Linked DNA regions of Zea mays: region 1 is linked to region 2. A link is a contact called in public Hi-C data. All regions are on one chromosome and are shown on one strand. The core of a region is the stretch at or near the end of the contact, and the rest is flanking DNA. Distances in the headings are between cores, read along the strand shown. Region 1 holds the start of LOC107546758 (trehalose-6-phosphate phosphatase2). Region 2 holds the start of LOC100278420.

The links. A called contact is a pair of places that touch in the nucleus more often than the background predicts.
Region 1: a contact with region 2 is called in a Hi-C map of endosperm, with 7 times the contacts expected there. The contact joins the promoter of LOC107546758 here to the promoter of LOC100278420 in region 2. A contact is called at or near these places in 4 of 25 Hi-C or Micro-C datasets (bundle sheath, ear, endosperm and 1 more).

What each region holds. Positions count from the first base shown.
Region 1 is chr2:182,098,842-182,102,358 of Zm-B73-REFERENCE-NAM-5.0, forward strand. It overlaps LOC107546758 (trehalose-6-phosphate phosphatase2), which reads left to right and starts at 2,137. Exons shown (of 6, transcript NM_001322791.1): 1 at 2,137-2,645; 2 at 2,769-2,840; 3 at 2,932-3,036; 4 at 3,119-3,280; 5 at 3,492-3,517. The coding sequence starts at 2,214.
Region 2 is chr2:181,734,150-181,738,174 of Zm-B73-REFERENCE-NAM-5.0, forward strand. It overlaps LOC100278420, which reads left to right and starts at 2,509. Exons shown (of 3, transcript NM_001374046.1): 1 at 2,509-2,735; 2 at 3,446-4,025. The coding sequence starts at 3,466.

The DNA of each region.
Region 1 (3,517 bases), core at 887-3,386, 360 kb after region 2:
GCCGCTCCACTGACCGGCCTGACAAGAGGACAGCGCCGCCTGCGCCGCTCCGACTGATGTGCCACTCGACAGAGTGAGGCTGACAGCAGCCAAGACCGGCCTCGGGCGCCACAGGAAACTCCGCCTCGCCCGACCCCAGGGCTCGGACTCGGGCTCAGCCCCGAAAGACGACGAACTCCGCCTCGCGCGACCCCAGGGCTCGGACTCGGGCTCAGCCCCGGAAGACGACGAACTCCGCCTCGCTCGATCCCAGGGCTCGGACTCGGGCTCAGCCCCGGAAGACGACGAACTCCGCCTCGCCCGATCCCAGGGCTCAGACTCGGGCTCGGCCCCGGAAGACGACGAACTCCGCCTCACCCGACCCCAGGGCTCAGACCCGGCCTCGGCCTCAGCCGACGGTCTCTGTCTCGCCTGACCCAGGGCTCGGACTCGACCTCGACCTTGGAAGACAGACTCAACCTCAACCTCGGAGGAGCCTCCGCCTCGCCCAACCTAGGGCTTGGACCGACCACGCCACAGGGGGAGCCATCATTACCCTACCCCTAGCTAGCTCTGGCTACGGGGAACAAGACCGGCGTCCCATCTGGCTCGCCCCGGTAAAACAAATAATGATGGTGCCCCGCATGCTCCATGACGACGGCGACACTCAGCCCCCTTACGGAAGCAAGAAGACGTCAGCAAGGACTCGACAGCCCCGACAGCTGTCCTTCCGCCAGGCTCCAGCGCTCCTCCGACGGCCACGACACCACACGAACAGGGTGCCAAAACCTCTCCGGCTGCCACGACGGCATGTACTTAGGGCACTAGCTCCTCTCTGTTAGACACGTTAGCACACTGCTACATCCCCCATTGTACACCTGGACACTCTTCTTACGCCTATAAAAGGAAGGTCCAGGGCCCTCTTACAGAGGGTTGACCGCGCGGGGAAGGACGGGACGGCGCGCGCGTAAGCCTCTCGCTCCCTCCCACGCGGACGCTTGTAACCCCCTACTGCAAGCGCACCCGACCTGGGCGCGGGACAAACACGAAGGCCGCGGGTTTCCCCTTTTACGCCTGCCTCCCTCCGGCTTTTTTCCCCCCTTCGCGCTTCGTCTCGCGCCGACCCATCTGGGCTGGGGCACGCGGCGACAATTTACTCGTCGGTCCAGGGACCCCGGGGTCAAAACGCCGACAAATATCATTTGCAAGCTTCAAAATTCACCTCCAAAGTCGGTAAAACCATGTCCCTAGGTGTTGTGAAGATTAATTGTACAAAGTCGGTAAAAGCATGTCCCTATTTACAGCTGGATTTCAACTATCCAAGTCTAAATATAATCATTAGGGACGGTGGCAGTTGCAGGGCGGGTGAGACTGAAGCCCCCCTAGCCCCTATTGCTCATAGAGCTCCATAAAGCCCTCTTAAAAATGGCATCCTATATTTCTCTGTATGTATTTTATGATTTTTATTGTCCATCGATGTTTTAATATACGGCTACTTTAAACTATTATATTTGTTTATCATAGGTGGTTTAGTAAGATTGTGTGGTGGTAGCGGTTTAGTACGACCACTCCTGAAAATTTTTTAGGGCTCCATCTCTGCTAGTCATCAACAAAGGTCCAATTGAGCTTTTGGAGTCCAATCCGCATTTTCTAGATGGATGCTAATTTGGTATCAAAAGGATCGAGTAAGGAATGAACCTTGGAACCTGAAACCGCCGCCGTGGTGTTTACTTGTTTTAAACCAAAGTTTACAAACCAAATAATTTTCATGGATATTTTATATATCCAGGTCAGGAAACTGCGATTCGAAACCAAACCTGGAGCAGAAAACGAATAAGAAAGGCACGTGCTTCAGCCCACCAAGACAAAAAGAAAACGGAGCTGTAAAGCTCGGCCTGCGCAATAGCAAACAGCTAGCGTAATAACGAGAGCCTTGTCGTGGAACGAAGGAAACGCCAAAGGACGTCACGCGCTTGAGGCCTACACGTATGCGCCGCGGCGGGCCCGGCACGTGCACCTGGCGCCGAGCTGGGCCGGACTCGGCCAAGGCCGCCCGCAGTGGCCCACGCCGGATCCGCGTCACCCCGTCGCCTCCCCTCCCGCAGGCCGCATCTATAAAAAAAAGCGAGCTGCGATCCTCCCGCCTAGTCTCCTCAACGCATCCACGACGACAACACCAATCATTCCTTTCCAATCTGCAGCCAGCCTCTGATCGCCGTCGACCGACCGATCGGATGCCGATGGCGAAGCCGAGCGTGGCGGTGGCGGAGGCTTCCGGCGTCCCAGCGCAGGCGTCGTGCTCGTGCCCCTGCCCGGGGACGACGCTGTTCCCGTACCCGCCGCCGCGCGGCGCCAGCGGGATCGCAGCCGCCGCCGTGCGCCGCAAGTGCTTGCAGGCGGAGGTGGGCGGCGGCGCCTGCTGGGGCGTGGAGTCCATGCGGGCGTCGTCGCCCACGCACGCCAGGGCCGCAGCCGCGCTCGCCGGCGCCGGCGCCGACGAGGAGGAGGAGCGCGCCGCCTGGATGGCGCGGCACCCGTCGGCGCTGGGCAAGTTCGAGAGGATCGTGGCGGCGTCCGAGGGCAGGCGCATCGTCATGTTCCTGGACTACGACGGCACGCTGTCGCCCATCGTGGACGACCCCGACGCCGCCTTCATGAGCGAGACGGTGAGCAGGCCGAACCAGCTAGCTAGCGCGTTAGTAAGTTAGTTGCGTACCTGCTGTTCGGTGGTCGGTCGATGCTGCTCACTTGCTCATGCTCACGAGAGCTTGTTGGTTTTGGCCAAGCAGATGCGGATGGCCGTGCGTAGCGTCGCCAAGCATTTCCCGACGGCGATCGTGAGCGGCCGGTGCCGCGACAAGGTACCCACCCCACCCACCTCACTGCATCATATATACTAACTGACAACAGCAACTAACTAACCGAGAGGGGTCTTCCGACGCATGCATGCAGGTGTTCGGGTTCGTGAAGCTGGCGGAGCTCTACTACGCCGGCAGCCACGGCATGGACATCAAGGGTCCGGCCAAGGCCTCTTCTTCCCGGCACGAGAAGGCCAAGGTGACACATCATCGCCTAGCTTATTCATCCATTGTTGTAACTTTATTAACTTTTATACAACCGAATCGAACCAAATTAACAGGCAAAAGGAGTCCTGTTCCAACCGGCAACGGCGAGCGAGTTCCTGCCCATGATAGAGGCTGTGCACGAGCGCCTGGTAGAGACGACGCGCAGCATACCCGGGGCCAAGGTGGAGAACAACAGGTTCTGCGTCTCCGTCCACTTCAGATGCGTCGACGAAAAGGTTCGCCCGCCCGCCCGCAATAATTAGCCAAAACAGCCGTCGTTTTCAGCTTTATCTGGCTGGCTGCTCTCGCCCCCGTGCCCCCCTCCACTTGTGCGTATTGCTGCTATACGCCCTCCATTGGCAAACACTAGACCTAATAAATAAGCTACGAGACGCATCGTCCTAACTGACATGATGATCTATGGTCGATTCGATCGATGGTGTTCAGATGTGGGGCGAGCTGTGGGAGTCGGT
Region 2 (4,025 bases), core at 1,259-3,758:
GTTAAGTCTTTTCTTGCCTGTCCTTCCGAAGGCTAAGGTCATGGCATCATCTTCGGCTCTCGTGTAAGCCCCAAGCAACTCATCGCTAGTCGCCTCAACACAGTTCAGCCAGTCATCACTCGGCTCGTCAAACTAATCTCTGTATCTGAAGGTGTATTTCAGATAAACCAAACCTCCTTGACTAGACCCGGCAGTAGTCTCCTTCGGCATTTCCCAGTCATTCACAAGAGGCCACACTTTATAGGCTATGTGCTCCTGGACCAGGTCTCTTGTACCAATAAAGGTGCATACATTGTTGAAAGCCTTCTGGCATGCTTCGATATTGTTTCCAAGAGCAGTAATCGGTCTTCTGATGCCGAAGCGAGACCAAATAGGGTGTTGGATAATCCCCTTTATATCTTCCCTTTCAGCTAAGTTATTCTTTACATAAAACCATTCTTCCATCCAGGCCCCTGGCCACCTCTTTCGAAACGTTGGAACTAGATAGCTTACATCAGAACGAGGCACGAAGCCATAACAACCAAAGTTATTGTGATATTGCTCCTTGCCAGTAGCCTTCGTATCATACAACAGCTCGTGCATGTTGCAGAAGCATTTTGCACTTAGCTCTAGTCCTTGGCTCCTCACGTCCAAATAAAAATCTTCATCCTGATTATAGCTTCGGGGGTAATCTGATGAAGAAAGATCTCAAAGGTCTTCAACTAGAAATTTACTCAATGGAAACTGAAGCACTACCTTCATGAAACTCCTGTAAACAACAACTTCGTCCACCTCAGGTGCAGGGGCGACGCTGTCCCCTCCAACTCTCACAATGGACATATCACGAAAATATCTTCCTTTCATAGCATCAATCTGGCTCTGTTTGATGGATGACTTTCCGAAGATAGTGTGGCTCGGCCGCCAGGGTCGATCTTCGACATCTTCGTTCCCACTTTCCACATTAAAGTTTTCGCTATCACCAGAATCTGTAGACAAATCAGCTAGCATTTCATTTGTAATCTTCTATGTGTTTGTCTTCTCCATAGCCTCGTAAAAACCAGCTAGAGCAGGATCAACAACTTTCTTCTCTTCAGCCATTTGGTGAGCACTTGTGCAAATGCCGAAACTCACAAATCGAGCAAAATATGACAGAACAAGAGAATTCAACCTTGAAAAATAACACAAGCGATTGAGATGGCGCATCAAATGCTATCACTGCAGGTTCCTATTTATATGCCCAGCGCATTGCACAGGCCCTACATGTCATTGACTTTCGCTATTCTAGCGAAGGGAAGATGTTTTTTCGGACCTTCGGCTAAAGGCCTTCGTTCACGTCGCAGTCTGAATTTGTTAAATACAAAAACAAATTAATACTACGAGGGGCTACTGTTGGGGGCCTTCCTCTTCCGAAGGTCCTCAAAAACTTAACTAACATGTTTCTCAGTATAAGACTGTTACAGGAGGTTTTCGGCCTTGAGATGAAGGTGTGCGTAATATGAAGGTGCGGTATGAAGGAAGGGTGAACGGGCGCCGAAGCTGTGCCTGAAGGACCTTCGGCTTAGCATGATAATGATGGTGAAGGATGGAACCGACTTAAAAGAGAAAAGACCACCTAGTCCTTGATAGTTTGCTTTATGGTCAACAGTAAATGTCAGGGACACGAATGTAATTTTGTCCAGGCTGCCTCATGTGCCTATAAATATATGAACAGTAACACCATACTGTTCACGCTGAATTGTAATCATTCTCGCGTCACTCTCGCTTTTCCATCTTCTGTCAAGCCGAAGGTACAAATATAATAAAAATGTCATTAATGTTTATCCATGTCTATAAAATGGGAGTATAAATAATCTAATGATTTGTAATGATTGTTTATATTCCTTTGTGTTTCATATGTCTCTATTTATATTCTGTTCACTAAAATCATGAAGGTATGCCTTTCATAACCTTCGTCTGAAAATCATTATATGATAGGAGAGATAATGCTTCGAAAGACGAATGTCTCTAATCATTAATAATTATGTTGCTTTGTTTTTTATGTATAGCATATGAAAACAAGGACCAACAGAAGATCTTAAGCTAATCCAATTACTTATCGGAGGAAAAGCATTGCGATCCATTGCAAGGAGGAGTACCATTTTATGTAGGAAAAATATCTAAATTGCCCTTATTATTATCTATAAACGATGTTGTATTTGAGTTGGTTCAATATACTTCTTTATAAAATTTGTATTTTTTATTTATTTATGTATAAACTGAGTTTTCAATATTTATATTTTTGGACATAGTTATAACATAACGTATTTTTTGTTTGAATTGAAGACTAAATTTGTACATAAAAAATAAAAAATTTATTAAGATATAGCTTAAACTAACTCAAATAGATGATGGGATAAATTGAACTAAAAATAAACATCATAGATGAGAGTAGTTTATTTTTTATTTTTTTATTACTTGGCGGTTTCTTGTAGCGCCACTTCAACCCCCTGTCCGCCCTCTGCTTCCACTCCCACGTCGTTATCCGGAAGAGCAACGGGGAGGAGAAAGATCCTCTCCCTCCTCCTCTGTACTCTTCTTTCCCGTCCCCTCCACGTCTCGTCTCCTCCCTCGCTGCGGTGCGGGATACGGGCTAGATTCAGTCAGCGCTCATGATCCGGAGGATCGAGGGCAACAACCAGCGCGGAGCGGCACAAGCCTCACGTGTCCGGGATCTCTTCTCCGCCCAGTAGGCTTCCTTGCCTTCGGGCGGTTTCCAGGTGAGGGAGGGCGACTCGCCTTCGTCTGATTGCTTTCTCTCTTTCTTCTTTCGTGCGATGTTGATAGTACCACCTCGCCCTCGGTGCCGCGCCCGTCGCCACGATCTGGTCTGCAGATGCTCATCTTGACTCCTGTGCGTCCAGTGAAACCCTCACGTGACGGGACTGAAAATGAACTCGACTGGAATCAGTATAGTGTCCGATTGGGGGGGGGGGGGGGGGGGGGGGGGGGGGGGCAAATCCCTCGCTTGCTGCCCTCAGATCGAGGACCCCGTCGAGGAATCGCTGTTTTTTTTTCTGGAAGTTCCCATCCTGAAATTGGTTATCCATGTCTTTTGAGTTCCCCGTTCCGATTGCTCAGGAAGTTTCCCACTCTGGAACCGGCCATTGCTTGATTGCTTCTTGGTCTACCGTGTACTTCAACGTTGCCTTGCCTACATGTCTCAGCATCTTATATATATTTAGACAAGACACTTGTGGTCTACATATCGACTGTAGTGTTGGGTATCTAACCTCCTGGTACCATCTATACTCCTTCAATGCTAAGCAATCATTGACTGATATAGTGATAGCTCCAGCCAACAGTACTTTCAGCATTTCATTTTGTTATATATGCATCTTGTCAATTCTTTGTTTGCCCCTGTTCTCCTGGTGGAACAAGTAAGCGCGTGCTAATCCGATGCCGAACAATTTTTTTTTGTGGCGCACAGGTTGGTAGCATGTGAGAGTGATGGCGGCCGCCGAAGCGAGGGCTGCCTGGCAGCGCGCCGCCAACCGCTGCATGGTCCAGGAGGACGCCAAGCGAGCTCCCCATCTGGTCTGCTGCTCGCCGCCCCTACAACCGCACGACACGAGCGATGGAAATCCTCTGAGCCCGCAAGATCTCCATGTCCCTACATTTGTGCCCATCAACTGGAACCTGATGAACTCCAGCCTGCCCATGGAGACCCAGTGGTGGCTCCAGTTGCAGCCCAACTTTGGGTGCCAGGCAGCCTTAGCTAGGGAGCGCCTCAACTATGTAGGTGCGGAAGCCGCTGAGAAGAAAACGGAGGGTCTAGCGCCAGTACCTAAACTTGAGGATGTCCAAGCAAACAAGGCCGCAGATCCTTTTGAGCCTCCATGGACCATTTCCGCGGCTGTCATGAAGCAAACATCTGGAACGGGTTTGGAAGAGTTGAAGAATCTCGCTTGCTATACCCCAGTGAGCCTCGACTGCAAAGGTAGTGCCAACAGATGTGTTTCCGAGGATAACAAGTTTACAGATTTCAAAGCTTTCGATCCTCTCTTCCC